Regions from separate parts of the Triticum aestivum genome. Here region 1 is linked to region 2. Evidence: chromatin contacts called from public Hi-C data. All regions are on one chromosome and are shown on one strand. Each heading gives the region's core, a stretch centred on a gene start, on an enhancer-like site or on the middle of the called end of the contact. The rest is flanking DNA. Distances are from core to core; before and after follow the strand shown. Region 1 holds the start of LOC123111766. Region 2 holds the start of LOC123111765.

Region 1 (4,462 bases), core at 1,595-4,094, 370 kb before region 2:
ATGGTAACCTCATCTTATTCATTATGCATCATTGTTGTCTAAGAAACAAGATGGCAAAACTTGCCATACTATTCAGAGTTTCAGACTATCATGGTCTGTGAAATTAAAATTCACCAGTTCTTGAAGTCCATGTTTTAATTATGAACAGTTCCCTTTCAACATACAAGACAGGAAAAAAAAATACTGCTAACCTGGACGTGCGAGGCTATATCAGCAACTGTCAGCCTCAAACCATTTTCATGCTGTCTTAAGATCCATTCATACAGCTTTTCCTGCTCAAATGGGACAGACAATGAAAAACGTTTGTGAAAAAAGGGAAGAGAAGAAAGACAGATTTCTGCCAGCCAAAGAAAGAACTTTGAAAGGTGGAAGGTGCTATTCTATAAAAGAAAATACAACTGCTGCTTGCTAGCAGGTACAATTCTTGATGGATTCCACGCGTTGACAGGATTAATTGGTTCAACACTTGGGACGTATACCATTGTCTAGAATCACTATGTCATGTGGGACCTTAATATCTAGAATCACTATGTCATGTGGGACCTTAATATAGCGAACATGCAATGCACAACTAGCACAAGAAAGTTAGGCGCCCAAGCAGTTAGGATAAGAGAATAAAGCGAATAGGATAAAAGATATCATTAAGAATATGTTAGTAATTTGAATCCTAAATAAGATTTAGATTGACTTGTATCAGATTCTTATTTTGATCGTTAATATATCTCTCCTTTATAAGAGAGCAATCATGTGATGAATTAATCCCCTGTATTCTCCTACAAACTTCACTGATTCCTCATCACCTCAAGACATGGCTGCCGCCAACCATGGCCAGGGGTTGAGGCCAATGACCCAACACGGCTATTCATTACATACAAAAGCCTGAAAATATGACACAAATTTTCTTCTGTTCCATTTATTGACACTTTTGCGGCCAACATTGTGAAGGTACTGTGTGTTTAAAACATATATGGCATGCATAGTCATAGAGTTGGTAGGAATTATTCATAACTCAAAGGTAACATGCCAAAGAAAAAAGAAAATTGTTTGCAGTCCTGAAACATAAATTAAGAAACTCAGGATGTATCCAATCCTGACAGTAGTACATTATAGGGAAAAGTTGCAATACCATACTTCAACGCTATGCTTAGTTTTAAGCGTTGGTAAGAAAACTCTGGTCAAATCCCACATTATCTGTATAGATTAAACTATTTAGCTGGCATTCAACAGCAATAGTCATCAGAACAACAAGACGATGATCATGACAAATAAATAAATCTTACTTGCAAACATAACGAACTACTCCCTCCGTAAAGAAATATAAGAGCATTTAGATCACTCAATAGTGATCTAAATGCTCTTATATTTCTTTACAGAGGGAGTAGCTGTTCAACCACTCTGCAATGTAAACCCACTACAAATTATAAGTCATATGAATACAAGGCAGTGCTTCTACACCAAAACAAAAACAAAAGTGACCAAAAACACATCTGGACTTAACACTAATCCAGTTTGTAAAACAAATGTTTATTTTGGTGCATCTTCTAGTGTTTCGGTCAATGAGTTGAGCAGATAATTCTCAGGAAAAGATTTTAACGCAATTGAATTCCACAGCCTAACATTGTAGTAGTATGGAAACTAAGACTAGAAAGAAGCTAAGCATACAACATAGCGATGATGAACAACATGTAAGGTTCTGACCAGAACCATAACATAAGATACTGAATCCCAATGCCAAGGATGCCTTCCGTGTTTAGAAGAAACATTACACACCTAACGGTGAGACTTTCCACATAGCAGTGCACCAGTTGAAGTAAAGCTGAAAAGGATGACTCCTTAGTACTAGCCCAGAAGCAACCTGCCCTATAAGCGAAGTCTCCCGTCTTCCGCTTTGCATAACCTCCATAGCCATACAAAGATTGCCAATTCTAATCAGAGTTGTTGTACGCAGCACTACAAGAGTGCTCTATGAATTATTGGCTATTGCACATCAATATATTATTCAGTGATGTCAGAGCACACACTGTGACAAGGAGCTTCGGCAAAAGTCATCATCCCCCACCCCCCAGAAAAATACTCAGAATTGCCACACGTAACTGCAAAGTTGAAGCAGAATTTGCAGGTAAACGGAGGAAACATGCCCAAAACTGAAACAAACTTCATCACACATCCAGCGAAAGGGCCATCTCGCTTGCCCCTGAACGATCTAATTACAAGAACAATCTACACTAACCACAACCACAAAGGATAAGGTTCTAGCACTAAAATTCCTCATTGTCTGAGTCTTAACTGCCCCTAATCCAAATTATTTTCATCACCACAAAAAGAGGCGAATTCAACGAAACAGAATCCGGTCTCCCACACCACTGACACAACACAAGTGAGAAACAGAAGCAGCGCACAAATCAATCAACCCATCAGTCAATCAGTTTAATCAACAACCACGCCATGAAAGAAAGAACCGCACGCACGTACCATGGCGTGGCGCTCGCCGGCCTGGAAGGAGAGCTTCTGGCCGCCCATGGCGAGCGTGTAGAGCTGCGAGAGGGAGTTGGCGGCGCCCCGGAACGCGCCGTACATGGCCCGGTCCGTCTCGTCCAGCCGCGCCGCCTCCGCCTTCCGCTTCTTCCCCGTCATCTCTCGCCCGCGCTCCTCCGACCCCCGATCCGCCGCGGCGCCGTCCAATTCGGCCCGAATCGGGCGCCGGAACCCTAGACCTGGGCGAGTGAGAGGGGGGCGGGCGAGATGCGCGCGAGGTCCAGGCGCGGAGACGAGGAGGAGGATGGAGGTCTGGAGGGCGTCGCGTCGACACGAAGCGGCGGCTTTACGTCTGTAGGTTTCCTCCCACCCGCTTTATTTTATTTATATTTATCCCGTGCCTCTCTTGCTTTATCGCTGCGGTGGGCGCGTCGCTGCTGCTGTGTCGATGGCATGCGGGCCCGGGACCCACCTGGCGGCGAGGGAAGGGAGAAGGGGCACGTGGAGTGGGGTTGGGGGTTTGGCGCACGTGAGGCTGATGTGACTGGGCCGATGGGAGAGGGGACTGAAGGGTGGGGCCACTAGGAGGCGTCTGTGTGGGGCATGTCCTACTCGGCGGTGTGTTTTTTTAAGGCTAGGAGCTTTCGTGCCGACTCCTTTTTCTTGTCAGTTGTTTATACATCGATATCCATTGGTACACCCTCAAAAAAAAAAAAAGATATCCATTGGTACTCCATGTTCTCTTATCTATTACTCCCACCGTTTCTAAACATAAGTTTTTTTATAGATTCCAATAAAAGACGACAACTTATATTAAAAAACGGAGGGAATAGTATATGTTAAACCAGCAACAAATAATATAGATGAGAGGGAGCCTCAGTTTCTATTCTACGTGTAAAAATAGTATTATGCATCATTGGACGAAAAAAATTAATGGTGTCATCGATTTTGCTCGTGTTTTTTATGGCTACGTCAATTTTAGAAACTCCATGACTGCAGTCTTCGGTACATGTTCGTGTGAGTGACGTGTGGTGATGGTGATAGTGATGTGTCTATGATGTACTCGATGTTTCTTCAAAGAAAATGTTGAACAGGAAAAGGAAAAATAAACTTTAAGCAAGAGTGTGCTTGAAGGGCACATATTATTTATTTTCTTTTTGAAATAAACATGCATATATTTCATTAGACCAACAGATTACATAGAGTTCACATATGGTCACCATAAAATGCATACATAGATATCTTGCAATATTGCATCAAAGACTCCGCAAGAAGTAAAATTAGAATTTCACTCTCGCAGAATCTTGAGCCATGCTGAAACGTTGCCCACCATCGTCCTCCACTGCCGCTGAGGCAACGCTAAACAAAGAGGGAACTGCCATCATACCTAGATTTGGAGGAGCACTTTCGCATACGAGGATGCTTTTTGAGCCGATGAACTGGACCGCCACAAGCGACGAAACCAAATTAGTGCTTGTTCTACACACTAAGCAAAAAAAGTAATTATACAAATTCTTATGATTAAAACATCCATGTTTGGGCTCTCTTTGGAACTAACGAATTTCAGAGGATTATAATCCTAACAAAGAATATCCATTATGTGTGTATCGTAAGATTAAATTACATAAATTCCATAGGATATATGATATTTCTACTCACAGAAACTGTAGGGGAACGTTGCATGAAAAACAAAAACAAAATACGCACAAGATCTATCCATGGAGATGCATAGCTACGAGAGGGGAAGGGCATCTACATACCCTTGTAGATCGCTAAGCAGAAGCGTTTATCACGTGGTTGATGTAATCATACTCTTCGCGATCCGATCACGATCCAACCGATCTAGTGCCGAACGGACGGCACCTCCGAGTTTAGCACACGTGCGGCTCAATGAAGTCTCATCCTTCTTGATCTAGCAAGCGGGAGAGAAGAAATAGATGGGTCACAACCAACACGATGGCGTGGGGGTGATGGTGGTGGTGAAGCA
Region 2 (4,872 bases), core at 188-2,687:
TTTTAAGGCATTGTACGATGCAAGGTGCTTAGAGAAATAAACCAGGCTTTCCTAAGCACCGGTGTTTATTTGTACAGGATAGATGCTTAACTAAGCGTCTCTCCTGTAGAAATAGGCATCGCTGCTTCAGAAAAACTCGGTTTATTTTTCGAAGCACCTCCCTTTGTACAAGGCCTAAGAGCGTGTGCGCCTCGAGAGAAAAGAACGGGGAAGGTGTGGTGTCGTGGAGGAAAGGAGACCGCCCACCATCTAGTTGACGGCTGAAGAGGCCGCACAAATCAGGACACTGTTTCTCGCTCCTAGGCCAACAGCAGTAGAGCCGCAGTGTAAGCAAACTGCGAAGCACAACATTCCATTGGTGCCACTCTTTTCACACATTTCGAGCTTCTTTGTTGGAGCCAAGGAATTTCACGAAAATCAGTTCGTTTCCCACGGCGTACAAACTTACAAAGGTTCATGCGTTGCAGACGGTGCCTATCTGTCTAATCCCCGTTGCAGAATGTAAACCGGTTCATGGGACAAGGACAATCTTCACAACACAATTCACACGGACCGCTGTGAGTGAGTCTTGCCTGTAGTTCTTCTGCCTGACATCAACTTAAATCGACCTACATTTTTTCGCACAGGATCTGCGCACGATCGATCAGCAGGGCACACCCGATCTCAGACTCAGATCCTTCCCGGCAGAGAGCAACAAACACAACTCGATTTACAGGATCAGCTAGATATATATACCTAGATATATACCACACCATACACACGCATATACTATATCGTTGGGAACAGAGACGACACCTGAAAAATGTGCAGAAGCCTGCTGCCTCTCAGTAGCCCTTCCCACGGGGGTACTTGCCCCTGTTACCGCCCACCGACGGGCCGGAGAGCACCGGCAGCCCCCACTGCGACAAGAAGACGATGCTCGGGCAGGCATCCTCGGCGTGCGCCACGCTTGCATGGCGGATCTTGGAGGAGGGCTCGGAGACCTTCCTTGGCAGGAGGACCGAAGTGATCCTGCTCCACCTGAGCTTCTTGAGATGGAAGAAGCAGGAGCAGGCCGCCTTGCCGTTCAGAGACGGCAGCCACCGCCGCTGCCTGGGCCGCGGGGTGGCCCCGTCGTCCCGGCATTCCAGCCTCTGGTACTGGAAGAAGCTGCTCCTCCGGCTGCTGCCCGTGTCCTGCAGCCCCATCATTGCAGCTCAAGGGGAAAGGCTGCAACCTGCAAGGCCAAGATATAGTAGACTCTACAAGGAAGGAAGATGCAGATCATCTTGAGGACGGACAACACAGCAGTAGCTTGCACATGGAGTGACCCCGACCAAAGTGGTACGGCGCCGATAATTAGAAACATTGACACATGAACAAGAGGACAAAGGTCGCCCTAATGTTTGATTCCTTGTGCCACATGGGCCTAGCCACCCTCTCACATCCACGTCCCTTCCTCACTCACACCTCTCCCAAAATTATCTTGTGGGAGTACGTTGGAGTATTTCCTGGTTGCCAGGAAAGCATGGTGTGTATCATGGCATCCGGACAAAGGAGGTAAAGTGTGGGAGCACAGATTTTGTTTCTTGTTACTCTTTTTGATGACTTGTCAGTTGCTATCGCTACTCAATCAGTTCTGTCTGCCACTGGAATTCCCAAGAATCTTTGCTACCATGGGCCATAAAAAGTGCTACTTTTGTCAAAGTTGTGAGATGGTACAAGCGGGCATCATGGAGAATTCACATCTCAGAGGAAAGGGTACACCAGTTTTAAGAATCGTAATTCAGAGATAGGACTCAAGTACTTGTATGACTTCTCAAGAGCTCATGAACAATCAACCTGAAACTAACAGTGCATTAAAACACCATGAAACGGCTAAACCAAGGCTCGCACTCTACCAATATGGAGCCCGGTACACGTTTGTATCTGATACAACAATCACAGAGGCCATGCTAGTCTACTTGAATGAGAATTTCCAAACCTCCCTAACATTGGATGAACCATCAGTAACTTCAGCAAGCAGGTCCGATTGCATGGTACCTAAAGGACAATAAAAGAACCAGTAAAGCAAATGCATGGACACCACAACACATGCAACTCTTAACACAAAATTCACATCATGAATCCAAAGTCGTGCATCTGCGTGTAAACAGCTGGCGTATGGTTCTGTCATGTGATGCATTTAACGAAGGACAGTTTAATCCTCTCCTCCACATGCAGGATGCAAGTTCCTTTCCTATCTTATAAAACACATGTGCTTGAGACTCGGCTTCAAAGCAATAATGCACAGATCTTGACATGCAAATTCATTATAAACAACATGTAGTTTGGTAGAGGAAAAACACGAAAAAAAATCTGTGACCACTACTGTACAAAAAGTATTGACGTTTTTCTCCAACCTTTCATCATATCAGTGTGCAAAATATGCATGCCACTACAGAGAAAAATATGGGTACATGAATAAATATCAGATGGCTAACAAATTCTTACCATCTTCTCTAACCAAGCGTAGAAATTGCCTTGTGCCGCCACCTACACCAAAGTAATGCTTTTTCCCTGCCATATAAACTACACCACTAGGGTAGTGTAAGCACTGCAAAAGGTTTTAGAGATGTGAGCAACAATTAATATTTAGCAAACTAGAGCAATGGAAGAAAAAATAGTAAAGGAAGATCTTGCATGTTGACCTTCTTGACGAGCCTGTAGAGACTAGGAAGTGAATCCAATGCATAAACAGTCTCAGCCATCAGGATGATATCATAACCTCTACAGCCTTCATTTCCTGTGTGAAGATTGGTTGTTTTATCCTGGACAGCATCTCCGCGAAGAAGTAACTTGTCGATTTCACTCCAATCACCAGCATAAAAACCAACACTCCTAGATGTGAATGTTCCTTGAGATGATTCCTTCAACAGATTAGCTTTTACATTTGGGATGGTAAGGCACCTAAGGACCTCAGCATTGAAATCTTGGAAGTGAACTAGACCAGCACCCTGAAAGTTTGAAGTTTTAATAAATTGATATAGTTGAGGAATAATTTCAAAAATGCCAAAGGGGGAAACAGATTAATATACCTTCAAACCTGCATAGATGCCAGGGAGGCCATGCCCACATCCTAACTGAAGAATCAGAGAGATAGATAATGTAAGCAACTATCTGAATGGACCATTTTCTCAGCTTATAATTATCTATATCAACAACTCGTAGAAGACTTTAAGTAGTACAGTACTTTGTAAGCTAGATATCCTAGTAGAGTACTCCCTCCGTCCAAAAATACTTGTCATCAAAATGGATAAAAAGAGATGTATCTCAAACTAAAATACGTCTAGATACATCCCCTTTTATTCATTTTGATGACAAGTATTTCCGGACGGAGGGAATACATGATTAGCTGGAGAGAGAAGAGAGAAATTGCACCAAGAAAATATAGGCCAAATACATTCGGAAGAAACAAGATCTAATAAATATTTAATGGAACTTCCAAGTGTACACAATATGTTGACAATACATATAATCTTAGAGCAAGTATCCCACCTCTAGTACGTGTTTGCCTTCCATAAGCAATCGATCATCTTTGATGTCTGAATTTAGGGTTTTCACCAAGTCCAATGATCCTTCCCACAGCTTCAACCCACCTAGGACCCATGGAAATTGTTAGGTTCACAAGACAAAACATGCTGCAAATAACAATATGCATTCAGTCTTCACCTTCATATTTTCCTGGAACCAAATCAGAGTTTTTTACCCCGAAAACATCAGAGGTGTTAACTCTCCCCTAATAAATAGGATGAAGGAGGAGAACAGGTTAGTTTACGTCAGCATAAGAATCTAACAACGACGTGTGGAATATGGTGAAAGAACAGGAAAAGCTTTTATATAAAACTATTCCATATAAGTTTGGAATAGCAGTAGTTGACCTCGTGACATATTTGCTCCAAATGTGGATGGGTGCAATGTCATTTTGGCCCGAATTTCACAAGAAAAGAGTCAATGCGTGGCCTAGAAAACTATTCCATGGCTAAAGAAGCAATATGTTTTCCTTTTCTTCATTTGGGGTCGGGGGAGAGAAAAGGTGGGAAGATTAGCGTATTCAAAATTCTGCAATGTTTCATGAAGTCTCCTATGTTTGAGCACCTGTATAGCTGAAACTCAAGTAAAGCCCCCAGGTGGTCAGGAGACCAACCAAAGCAAACTGACAGTTAATTGTGGTGGTACTAGTTTAGCAGCAGATACCGAAGCAGGTTTCCTAGAAGATGGCATTGAACATAGCAACCTGCCAGTTAATATTCCTAGTAAAGGCCTAGCAGGTAGTGAGAAGGCTAAGAGAAGTCTGCGAAAATTGTTTGGATCAGGTTTTCTTGACGACGGTGATGAAGCTAATGAATCTGAAACTCGGGTGGTGTCGGCTGTACAGGGAAATGCAGTGCAGCCTCTGTCAAATTGCAATGCTGCAGGCTTGTCTCACATCGAGCGTATCCATGAAGGTGCAGTCGGATACAGTGAGTTACCGGCAGATCAAGATGCCATCAGTATAGCTGAAACTCGAGAAAATCCCCCAGCAGGTCAGGTGATCGAACACAACAGACTGCCTGTTAACTGTGGTAGTATGAGTTTAGCAGCAGACACCGAAGAAGGTTTCCTAGAAGATGTTCCCTTGGTAAAGCATCAAGTATGTAGTGAGCATTAACAAACAGACTCACAATATTCATAATTTCATCGTTTCTTGATCAATCATAACCCTTATCCTTATAACATAGAAACACCAAATAGTATAAAAGTGTCTTGCTTTTTCTCCATACTTACAGATCCATGCCCAACAAAGATCATGACGAGCGAAGAATAAAATAAGGCTATTCAACGTGAATTCAATCTGTAGCAGCAGTCTAATCA

Evidence for each region. A called contact is a pair of places that touch in the nucleus more often than the background predicts.
Region 1: a Hi-C map of leaf shows a contact between it and region 2, with 4 times the contacts expected there. The contact joins the promoter of LOC123111766 here to the promoter of LOC123111765 in region 2. A contact is called at or near these places in 2 of 5 Hi-C or Micro-C datasets (leaf and an unstated tissue).

Annotation. Positions count from the first base shown.
Region 1 is chr5B:342,972,417-342,976,878 of IWGSC CS RefSeq v2.1, reverse strand. LOC123111766 reads right to left here and starts at 2,844. Exons shown (of 3, transcript XM_044532621.1): 1 at 2,473-2,844; 2 at 192-272. The coding sequence starts at 2,634.
Region 2 is chr5B:342,602,516-342,607,387 of IWGSC CS RefSeq v2.1, reverse strand. LOC123111765 reads right to left here and starts at 1,437. Exons shown (of 1, transcript XM_044532620.1): 1 at 393-1,437. The coding sequence starts at 1,190. The coding sequence ends at 825. LOC123111764 (histidine protein methyltransferase 1 homolog) reads right to left here. Exons shown (of 8, transcript XM_044532619.1): 3 at 3,691-3,757; 4 at 3,517-3,617; 5 at 3,057-3,101; 6 at 2,670-2,975; 7 at 2,473-2,575; 8 at 1,659-2,022. The coding sequence ends at 1,940.